Regions from separate parts of the Mus musculus genome. Here region 1 is linked to region 2. A link is a contact called in public HiChIP or PLAC-seq data. All regions are on one chromosome and are shown on one strand. Each heading gives the region's core, a stretch centred on a gene start, on an enhancer-like site or on the middle of the called end of the contact. The rest is flanking DNA. Distances are from core to core; before and after follow the strand shown.

Region 1 (5,660 bases), core at 2,770-5,269, 300 kb before region 2:
ATATATATATATATATAATAGTTTATGATTTTGAAGACTGCTTCATGATGCATGTGATTTTTAAGGGTTTCGTCTCCTAAATAGTTCTTTATTTCCAAAAACTGGCCTAAAAAGTAGGTACAGCTCCCCATTTGAGGGTTGATGAGTTAAGTATCTGGACATATTCCTTTTAGGGCACCTCTGTGTACCGCTGATACAAACCAGAGAGTAAAATGCTAGGCAATAAACTGGGCGCAGTGCAGTGGTCCGCCCTTGTCATCCCAGCTCTCAAGAGGCAGAATAGAAATCCTGCAAATTCAAAGCCCCTGGGGTGTTACAAAGTAAGGACACGGAGAGCGAGAGGAAGGGACGGGAGGGAAGAGAGGGTATGGTCATTCTACTTTAACTTAAGACATAATTAGAACACATTAGAAAAGTCAATTTGAACTAGAACAATATGGTTGCTGCCTTCTATTGCTGGCTTTTGTGCTGTTTTAAATGGGAACCATAGTGCCATTTCTCCGTCTTGTGGTTTTAGGTGAATGTAGTCAAGGAGAGACCAAAGACAGATGAACACAAATCTTACTCATGCTCTTTCAAGGGCTGCACTGACGTAGAGCTTGTGGCAGTGATCTGTCCTTACTGTGAGAAGAACTTTTGCCTGAGGTAATCGCTGAACCATGCAAGCTTTGTGTACCGCTTAGCTGTATATAATTCATGAGCCAGAGCCAGCTCTCTGATCCTTGCAGACACCGTCATCAGTCGGATCATGACTGTGAAAAGCTGGAAGTCGCAAAGCCTCGAATGGCTGCCACACAGAAACTTGTCAGAGACATTGTCGGTGAGTCCCACAGGCTTCCATGGCTGCTTTCATTCCTAGAGCACATCTGCCACTCGCCAACTCCTGCCCCCTACATCTCATTCCCGTTTATGGAGGCTTTGCTCACTGCCCCAGTGTAAGAACTTGCATTCTGTTTTAAAATGTTACTATTGATTTACCTGTAGATTCTGAGGATGGTGTTTATGCCTGCGTGTATGTCTGTGCACCACTTGCATGCCTGATGCCCTAGGACAGCAGTTACATACAGCTATGAGCCATGTTAGTGCTAGGAGTTTTGAACCCAGGTCCTCTGGAAAGGCCTCTTAACAGCTGAGCCACCTCTGCAGTCCCAAGAACTTGCATTTTGATGAGTCCTTGTTAAAGTATTTTGTACAAAGCCTTTTGACCACTGAAGATCAGGAAATAGTAATAAGGTTCTCCTGGGGTAGTCTCATTTGTTGAGCAGCAGAGATGTGTTGATTGAGTGTTAACAGTTGTGGTAGGTATGTTGATGAGGCTGGCATGGTGGACTGCTTTGTTTACACAATATGTTCTACTAAGCTGTTTTGTAAATGCTACTAACCACACAAGGTAGTTCCAGGACAGAGCCCAGTTTCGATTTAGCTTAGCTTCTTTGGCAATGTATTACTTTAGTAGACCTTTTTATTCCATGTTAAAGGTGGTGCCCTTGTTCAAACCTAAAGTGTTACATAAAAGGGTCAGTGGTTGCTTTAGATTAAATACGTTAAATAGCATGTGCCTGTGCACTCTCTCAGGTAGATATTGTTTGGATCGACCATCAGTAATGTAGAGCTCTACTGTATAATTTCTGTATGCTGAAGGCCATAGTGGTTAAGCTGGGCATGGTGGTATACTTCTTTAATCCCATCAGAGACAGGTGTATCTCAGCATCAATGTTACCTAGGGAGGCCTTGTCTCAAAACAAGAGGAAAAAAAAAAGAAAAAGAAGGAAGGGTGGAAGGGAACTCTGGAACTGATGGGGAGGCCTCATTTGCTTCCACTTCTTCCTCAGATGCCAAGACAGGAGGGGCAGCAAGTAAGGGACGGAAAGGCGCAAAAAGTAGCGGAACAGCGGCGAAGGTGGCGCTGATGAAGCTAAAGATGCACGCTGATGGGGATAAGTCCCTGCCGCAGGTGAAAAGGGCACTGTGTTAAACACAGTGATGTCTGGATGTCTCCTCTCTTCCTCTCGCTAATTGAATACAACTTAACCCTCGTTTGCATCGTTGCGGAAGATCATGTGCTGTCGAGTCTGTATAAGTACTACATCTTTCCCACTTTATAGAGATGGCGGTGAACCATGAATGTCGGTCTTCACTATTTATCCCACTCTGCATCATGATTTTAATATTTTTCTGTACGGTATAGTTCATTCAGAATATTCATTTTCCTGTTGTATGACTGTAGCCTACTTTATTTTTCTAAATAATCCCAGCTTATTCGGTGCATTCTTTTTAACAAATGTTTCTCCAGCGAAGGCGCTTGTGTTTAGGGAGGAGACCTTCTCTCGATAGGATCTTTAGGATCTGACACTCAGGACACTGACGTAGGAGATCAGGAGTTCAAGGTAATCGAGCTACAGAGTGAGCGCCAGGCAGCCTGGGAAAAAAAATCTCAGAATATACAAGCATACCTAGTTACATGCCTTACTACAGATTTGTTAATTAACTTTTAGCCAACGTATGTGTCCCAGTTTGCTTCTCTGTCGCTGTGATAAAACACAGACTAAAACCAACTTGGGGAGGAAACTGTTTATTTCAGCTTCCACATTACAGTCCGTCATTGAGGGCAGTCAGGGCATGAACTCAGGCTGGAGCCATGGAGGAACATTGCTCACTGGCTGTCTGCAAGCCTTGCTCAGCCTGCTTTCCTATATAGCTCAAAACAACATCCTGCTCAGGGATGACACACCCATATGGGATGGGGCTGGGTCCTTCTCCATCAGCTAGCAATCTAGAAAATGCCATACAGACATGCCAACAGCCCAGTCTGATGGAGCCAGCACTTCCTCAGTTGTGGCTTTTTTCCAGGTGTCTCTAGTTTGTGTAAAGTCAACAAAAACTGACCAGCAGAATATATTATATGCTCTCTCTATATTATATATGTGTGTGTGCGTACATATACTTAATACATGTCTAGTGGTGAGGGCTATAAATGAAGGAAAATGGGTTTCAGATGGATAATATCATCTCTCTGATTTATATCCCATTGCTTAGTAGAAAAGACCCTCCAGTGTGCCCACACTGCTGATGTTTCCTTGAAAGTGTGCGTCATATTCCATGGAGTATGTGACTTTTTGCCATTTTCCCATCGATGAATGTTGATTCTGTCTCCTCTTATGGCCATTGTGGTGTTTGATTGTTTTCTTTTTTTGAGATAGGTTCTTGTGTAGTCCAGGCTGCTCAAGGAGTCTGAAGTTCTCAGTTCTGCTTTACGCTGCCCTCTAGATGATGCTCAAATTCACCATCATTAATTAAGCCTTTTTTAAAAATCGAGGATGATAGAAATTTATCTGGTTTGAGTTTCTTAGTTTAGAAGCCATGTTTTTAGCTTTTGCATTTCTTCTTGGATATTTACATCTCGTTTTATTTCCACTTGTTTTATAGTGTGTTCCTTTTTGTGGGTAATGTATCTCACTGTACATCCCAATGACATTCTGTCTTTAGATTTCTGCTGTTAGTTGCTTAATTTTGAATTTTAAGTGTATTGATTCTACAAGTTCACCTTGACTTTGAAGGGTTTGTAGTTTAGTTTCTACTTCCTTGCCTTAAGCTCTGGGCAGACCATGCTACCAGCCACCGCCCAGGTTCCCTTAGTTCCACAGATGAAACACACACAAGCTTATTTTTAATATGCTTTTTAACTCAATGGCCGGGCACCCCTTGGCTAACATGTCCTTACCTTCCACTCTCAGCTCAACACCTCTAAATCTTCTCTCAGCTTAGTTGCCCAGTTGCTCAGCATCGTAAATCTGCCCTCAGCTTAGTTGCATTTCTAATCTCCCGCCTGCTACCCCAGGCCCAGTTGAGGAAGCGGCCAATGGCCACTCCATCCGAGATCTCATATGGCTAGTGGCTCTCTTTCCCTCAGAAGCATGGCAAATCTTTCTTCCTCCTGCATCTCCTAGCCTGCGTGCTGGAACCTGGAAGTTCCGCCTCTTCCGCCCAGCCATTGGCCACTAGCATCTTTATTGATAGATCAAGAACCAATTGGGGAACAGGACGCTGATGGTTCACAGGTAGATTCCGGATCGATCTAAGCACATCAGAACCACCCCCTACAGGGCTTCTTGTGTATTTCTCTGCCCTGACTTCCCATCCCCGCCTTGTCTTCTGGCCACTCACTGAGAGCATCAGCTGAGGGAGCTGAGTGGCACCTGTGTGGTTCTGAGGCTGCTGCAGTTGCAGCCGTTGAGTCGGACGAGTTCTCTGTGCTTTTGTGCCTTTCTCTGTACTGATGTGCTTAGGGCAGCACTCAGCACCCAGGAACCTCCTGCTCCAGCTGCCTGTTAGTCTGTTTTTGATCCCAGACATACTTTTAGAGTCTGGTAGCTTTAGTTTTCTCTTCCTGCCTGTTCTTACTGCTTTCCTTTTAGAACAGGGACTGCTGGTTACAGACAAGGACCAAAGCTTAGGTTTACACTGATTTTCTTTTTCTCCGAATGCTTTTTAGCTATGATTCATTGCACTGACCCTCAGCAAATCTAAATTCCTTTCTGATTAGACAGGAGTTGTTTTGACTGTATTATTCCTTAAGATAACTTCGATTATTTCCCAACATTTCCATTAGAAACACCTCACTTAGGGGATTCTTATTGTACAGGACTTGACCTGTGAAGATGCCTCCCTAACGCAGTGTTTAGGAATCAGGGAATATTCTATTCCCACTTATTTTTTATTTTATTTAATATATGTGAGTACACTGTAGCTGTCTTCAGACACACCAGAAGAGGGCATCAGATCCCATTACAGATGGTTGTGAGCCACCATGTGGTTTCTGGGAATTGAACTCAGAACCTCTGGAAGAGCAGTCAGTGCTCTTATCTACTGAGCCATCTCTCCAGCCCTCCCACTTATTTTTTAATAAAGATAATTAAATAACAGAATGCAGCTGGAGAAGACAAGTGAGACACAGCTTATGCTAGAGACACTGTTTCTGAAACCCTGTTGTGTTACTAAACTCTCTTTCTGGGGCTTTTCTGTACTTTAGTTTTTCACTTTCGTTCTCAAAAAATCTCAAACCTCTGACATACCTTTTATGTCTTTCACATAAAATAAGTGTTTTTGTATCAAGAAGCCTTGTCTCTCAAGTGACAGGACCTTGATTCCAAGGAGTACAGTTGAAACAAGTTTAATTCCTCACAGAACGAAACAGAGGGAACATGTTGAGGGATTCTGGTGTTGTTGAATGAGCCGTCAGTCTTCTTGATTTCTCTCTGTTCATGTTGAACTCATTCTTAACTTGGGAATGCAGGGGAGATATGAGGGAAGCCTGTGGTCCAAGTCTGAGTCTCTGGAACTCAACAAAGAAAAAAAGAGTTCCTCTGCACCCAGTCCCTGGACATAAAAAGGCCGTACAACTTGGTTATGCAGATAACCTGGCTAGGGTTTTGAGTCTTTGGGACGTGCAGTTAGGTAGGTAGGCTACATGATGGGTTCTTCTGACCAGAACTGACGTCATAGGCTATTCTGTGTTGACAAAAGAAGAGTTAAGGAACCGCTAGCTGAATAAGGAATGCCTCCTCTCGCGTGTGTCTGATCTGTATGGTAACTTTTAATTACACAGACAGAAAGAACATACTTCCAGGTCTACTTGCCAAAGGGGAGCAAGGAAAAAAGCA
Region 2 (5,436 bases), core at 985-3,484:
GCCTAACCCAGAATGTCTTACTTGGTCATCTATTGGCACACCCAACAGCCCACTGTGCCTCAGAGAATGGCCAGTTTTCACAAAAACAACTTCCGTGTAAAATTTACTACTTGGCAAAATACAAAATGTCTGCCTGTCCTCTGAGGTAAAAGTCCACATAGGATGCACAAAACGATAAGGCCAAACAAGCTCCCTCAGCTGCTATAAATTGGCCTTTCTCTGATGCACAGACAACTCACTGAGACTCTATATACTGCTTTCTTTCTGACGATGCGTTATGTGAAACTCTCTCTTTGTTAGTTTATGCTGTTGGTTAATTAATTTTATCTTCTTTGTCACCAACACATTCCACAAAAGCACTATCATCTAAACTATCCCACATCACTATCCTGAGAAGGGTAGCAACGCATCCTTTGTGTATCAAATCTCCCCTACAACTACCAACTGGCCAACTAAACTTCCAGGAACCCACCCGGCCATCCTACTTCCTCTGAAATAGGAAGTGGTGTTGATTTATGACCTTTCTGCTGATCTGAGTACCAGCCCTTTCAGAACACACTCTTCTTTGTGAATTTTAGCAGTAAGCTTGCTTATAGAAAGCATACCAACTCCAGACACATTAGCTAGCACTTCCTCAGTTCCCACGCTAATGTCTTTCTTGGTAAAATGTTATTAGTTTCCTGGGAGGGAGGAGTCTTCTTGTAAAGAATTAGGTTTAGGGAACTCCCAGATACTTGTCTGGGGGACAGAGCCATTTTAAATGTCAAATAGTATTGTGTGGCTCTTCCTGGAGGGAGGTAAGCAAATACCTATTCACCCCAGATAGAGAACTGATGACAGAAAAAGAACTAATCCCATCCCAGTCTACGTTGGTGAACCAGTGAGTTTGGGGGCTTCCTTAAATGGTGGGTGGTTACTTACAGGAGTGCAGATGACTCACAACCAACTATATCACTGAAAAGCCCCAGCCCCAGTGACTCACAGAAGCCACATGTGTGGAATCCCTCCATCATTAACCTTCCAAGTCCTCTAAGCACTGACTGCTCCTAGGACCACTATGCAGCTGGAGCCAGGAGGGAGCAGGTAACTAGAATTCCAGGTAGAATTCCTGTAATGATTTTATTCTTCTTTTGCTCCAGAGTGCTAACAGTTCCACTGCAATGACTCAACTACCACTGAACTCTCTGCCCATCTCATTGCCATGCCAGTGAGGCCCAGGATTCTGCAGTCACCACAGCCATCTCTGATCCATGATGGCCCATGGTCACATCAGACCAACAGGAAATTGCTGGCAACAGATGGCATCAGTCGAACCCTGCCTTGCATTGCCTTCAATCCACCCCCCACTTCTCTCCTTGACATCAGCAGTGTCTAGCACGTCCCCCCCCCCACCACCACTTCTTTCCTTGACATCAGCAGTGTCTAGCACGTCCATCTCCCAGGAAGTCTGCAGCACTCCAGGATCTCTTTCAACTCAAGTGGCATGGACTGGAATTTGGTTGTTGAAAAGAAGAAATGATTGATGGCTGAGTGAGCCATTTTCAGGGAATGTGCAATCATTAAAAAACAAATAAGTAAAAACCACAAAGCATCAGCAAGTCCTAGGGTGGCATAAAAGAGACATCAAGCTGGCACACCTGTGTGTGGGACTAAAGCTAGAGAGCAAATAAGAACCTGGATGGTCATCTCTGAAAGGAACCTTGAGCAGCCAAGTGCAGGGGTGGTCAGGGGACCTGCCCTTTACCACATCAACTTTGGTATTTGCATTGAAGTTACAGGTGTAAACTGGTTTGTTAACTTTAGTGTTGACCACATAATTAGTCATAACTAGATACACTCCATCAGTGTCCTGAGTGGTGCTATCAGCCAGCGAGGCCATGGGAACTCGGCTTATCAATGAATAAGGTCAAATGGAACTTCATCTCAAGAATTGGCTTTAACAGACTTACAATAAAAACTTTTGTTTATCTAAAATTTGTGTTTAATCAGGAATCTCTTATTTGGTCCAAATAATAAAACTCTTTATTGTTCCTTCTTTTTCTTCTGTTTGTGGCCCAGGGAGAATGAGAAAAAGTCAGATTCTGAAGTAGAAAGGAGAGGAAGCCAGAGAGAGAGGAAAGCACACGCCTGGCCAGGCCCCCCAGGAACACCAGGAAGTCTAGACTCAGACTGTCTACAGGCAGGAGGCTGTTTATACTGACAGGTGGCACCAGGCAGCCCTGGAGAGGTGAACATGAGAATGTGGTATCTCAAAGTGCCAGGCTTCTAGTAGTTCAAGGGTGGCCTTCCTAAGATGGTCTGTTGAGAGCTTTTGGTGCCTCTTCTAGGAATTTGGCATTTGTCAGTAGGCTCAGATAAGAATATCAGAAACAGGGACCAAGGGGCTTTGCTGTATTACTAGCTTGTGTGATCTCTTTGCTTGCTACTTGACTTAACTATTACCTTGTGTCATGCTTCTGCTTGCTACTTTGCTTGCTTACTCTCTTGTGTGATCTGGTTTGCCACTCACTTGATGACTTTGTCTTTGACCTAAGAACTGACCATGTGTTTTGGATGCACTTAGAATGATATAAAAGCAGGCTGGAGAGACATGAAGCTGCTTCAGCCGCAGCACTGGCTGGAGTCAGGTTATAGTGTTGTCTAACTGTCTTTTTCTTTTCAATCCTCACTTTCTCCCTTGATGTCGCGTCCGCTCTCGACCAGCAAGAACGACACGACCACCAGTTCTTCTAACAGCAGTTTATTCAGCAAGCTTCAGTTTTCATCTCTCTCACTTCATCTTTTTCTCCCCCGAACCCCGGGCCTCTCACTCTTATATACTCTCAGCCCCCATCCACTCACGGCAGGCCACGTCACCTCACCAGGCACGCAGCTTCAGCCAATCAGGGCGGCAGGGACATGTCTCCACCAAATATGGACTTGTTTACACGGCCAGCATCATGGTGCACCTGCACAGCTCTCACGATGGTCGCGGCTTATTTTCAGGTGTATGAGGAAATCAGGTGCAAGTCATAAGACTTAGCTGCAGTCCCAGGCGCCATCTTGGGACTGCTGTCACACCCGCTCCTCACACCTTGAGACCCTGTTGGCTGACTGAGCTGGCTTGGTCAATGGTCCACACCAGGAGGCCACTGGAGAACTGAGGAGGCCTCTGGTTCTTGAGCCTATCTAAAATTCCTATTTAGTGACCTAACCATTTTGTGATGCTTGCTCTGTCCTAAAAGACTGCACCCCAGCCCAGCTTTACCTACAAGCTAAGAATGTTTCCATAGTCTGTCAGCCAGACACTTTGAGTCAGATAGTCAGCATTAGGACCAGACACTCCTTTCAGGCTCTTTTTGCCATCCATACTCCATTTATCATAAAGCAGACTCTCTGGTCTGGCATTCTACTGTGTCCATATCTAGACACTCTGGAGAACAGGCTGTTGTTGTCTATGGAAGTACAGAAGGAGAGAAAAGTTCCTATGTGGGATGCATCAACATGACCAGGATATGTTGAGGTGTAGATCCCTCTGACATAGGTAACAAGCTGGAGAGAATCTTGCTGTATACAGCCACACAGTCTTCTGGGACTGCCTACCTGCTGCTGTACCACAGTCACCCCATACTGTGGGTAAACAGCAATCATGTCCTTATCTCTCTAAAGGTTTCTGTGGGTCAGGAGTTTCCAAGTGTTCAGGAGCAAACTCTGACGCAAGAATTTTTTGTGCAAGTGATTTGCTTTAGGGAGTGCTCTGAGAGATAGGAATAGCAAACAGGCAGGGGCAAAAGAAGAAACCTACAGAGCTCTGCAGGACCCCAGGCTATTCAGATGGCCAGCTTTGTGTCAGCTATCCGAGCTGGAAATGAAGATAGGCCATTTCCACTCATCCACTTTGTCTGGTTCTTTGCCAGCAGGGCCATGGGAGTGCTACAGCGTGGGGAATCCCAGCAAGCTGACTCTGTGCAGCTCCTCAGCCTACTGTGCTCCTCAGCCTACACTTCTTGGTTTGCAAAAAGGAAGCCACATTTGTATATGGCTTGTTTTTTAAGGATTTAGTAAAATTATGTATATAAAGATTTTACCTTAGCACCTGGTATGAACAGTACTGTAATCATTCTTTGGAGCAGAAAGTATCCAAAATATGCTGTTATTTTTATGTCTTCTAAATCTTATCCTGCAAATACTTAAAAGAGCGATAAAGCCCCCTTAATAATCAAAAGCAAATGTGAGTTTTAGAAACTTCTAAGAGGGCTTGTTCAATATCAACACAAAGAGCTTGGGGGAAGCCTGTGGTAGGAGCCAGCAACTCCCTGCCATCTTACTAAAAACCTGATAGTGGGAACTTCTAAGTCAGCTATGTCTCAGAATGCTTCCTGCTAGTCTATTAGGATCGACTCTTGTTTTTCTGTTTGTTGTTTCTAATGCTATGTTTTTATTTGTTATTTTATTATCATGGTAGCAATAATCACATCTCATAACATGAGCAAGCTTACATAAATATATATTTTCATACCATCCCCTTAAATACTTATCTGCTGTAATGCAAAAGTTAATTTGCTTGATTTAGTCATTTCATCATGACTAAAAATATCAATAGTTCAATGTTGCCCATTATAAAAATGTACAACTTTTATTAACGTAAATATAAAAGATGCTTGGAACATAGCTAAGTGACTGAGTACTGCCCTAGTGTAAGGCCTGAGATCTTTCCCCAGCAGCACAGAACAAAAATCAAATAAACAAAATAAGCAAACAACTAAAGAGTAAGGTATGGGGGGGTGCAAAGAGGAAAAGAGAAAGATTTAAAACAGAAGTATCAGCTATATTCATGTCTAATCCATTTCTAAACTTTAGACACTATCTGGAACACAGGTGAATTTTTAAAATTATTTATTAAATCAATGAATTAATGTTATTCTTATGTGCCTTGGTTTGATGTGAATATTTACATATTTCACTGCAGGCATGTGAATGCTTGATTTCAGGAACGGCTGGGTAGGTTATGTAAGATACATATGCATATGTGGATGTAAGTATGTAGTTACAGGCAAGTTATTCCTAGTCTGAAATGTTGGGAACTAAATTATCTAGAACTCTGAGCTGAGGGGAATGAAGGCTTTGGAATTTTTTTCATAAATGTAATGAGATATCTTGCGGTAGAACTGAAATCTAAACACACAGTTTTCTTTATGTTTCTTACTCCCCATCTACACACAGCCTGAAGGTAATGATGATTTTAGGATCGCTGTGTTTCCATTGCAGCACAGATATAGAAGCCTCTTCTTGTGACTGTCAAGAAATTTTCAGCTGGGCTTGGTGGCTCACACCTTTAGTCAGGGATAAAGACAGACACTACCTCAGAGTAAAATGCTGGAAAACAATTTTCTAAGCAAATGATCCTATGAAACAAGCTGGGGTAGCCATTCTAATATTGAATAAAATCAACTTTCA

Evidence for each region. HiChIP or PLAC-seq counts read pairs in DNA pulled down with a chosen protein or histone mark.
Region 1: an HNF4G HiChIP or PLAC-seq map of pancreatic cancer cells shows a contact between it and region 2. The contact joins two enhancer-like sites. A contact is called at or near these places in 1 of 39 promoter capture datasets (liver), 1 of 15 datasets of contacts at CTCF or cohesin (the NIH/3T3 cell line), 2 of 115 datasets of contacts at active chromatin or transcription factors (bone marrow-derived macrophages and pancreatic cancer cells) and 2 of 9 other capture datasets (adipose tissue and liver).

What each region holds. Positions count from the first base shown.
Region 1 is chr3:10,341,095-10,346,754 of GRCm38.p6, reverse strand. Zfand1 (zinc finger, AN1-type domain 1) reads left to right here. Exons shown (of 8, transcript NM_025512.3): 4 at 518-645; 5 at 729-820; 6 at 1,833-1,954; 7 at 5,606-5,660. Among named protein-coding and RNA genes, the nearest start is that of Zfand1, 7.4 kb to the left of the region's middle. Within about 2 kb of position 4,019, at least 302 of the 459 cell types and tissues checked have an H3K27ac peak or open chromatin away from gene starts, as enhancers often do. A contact at or near this core is called in pancreatic cancer cells, where this site is marked.
Region 2 is chr3:10,039,304-10,044,739 of GRCm38.p6, reverse strand. It overlaps Gm33365 (a long non-coding RNA gene), which reads left to right. Exons shown (of 4, transcript XR_387544.2): 4 at 1,140-1,447. Among named protein-coding and RNA genes, the nearest start is that of Gm33365, 22 kb to the left of the region's middle. Within about 2 kb of position 2,234, at least 20 of the 459 cell types and tissues checked have an H3K27ac peak or open chromatin away from gene starts, as enhancers often do. A contact at or near this core is called in pancreatic cancer cells, where this site is marked.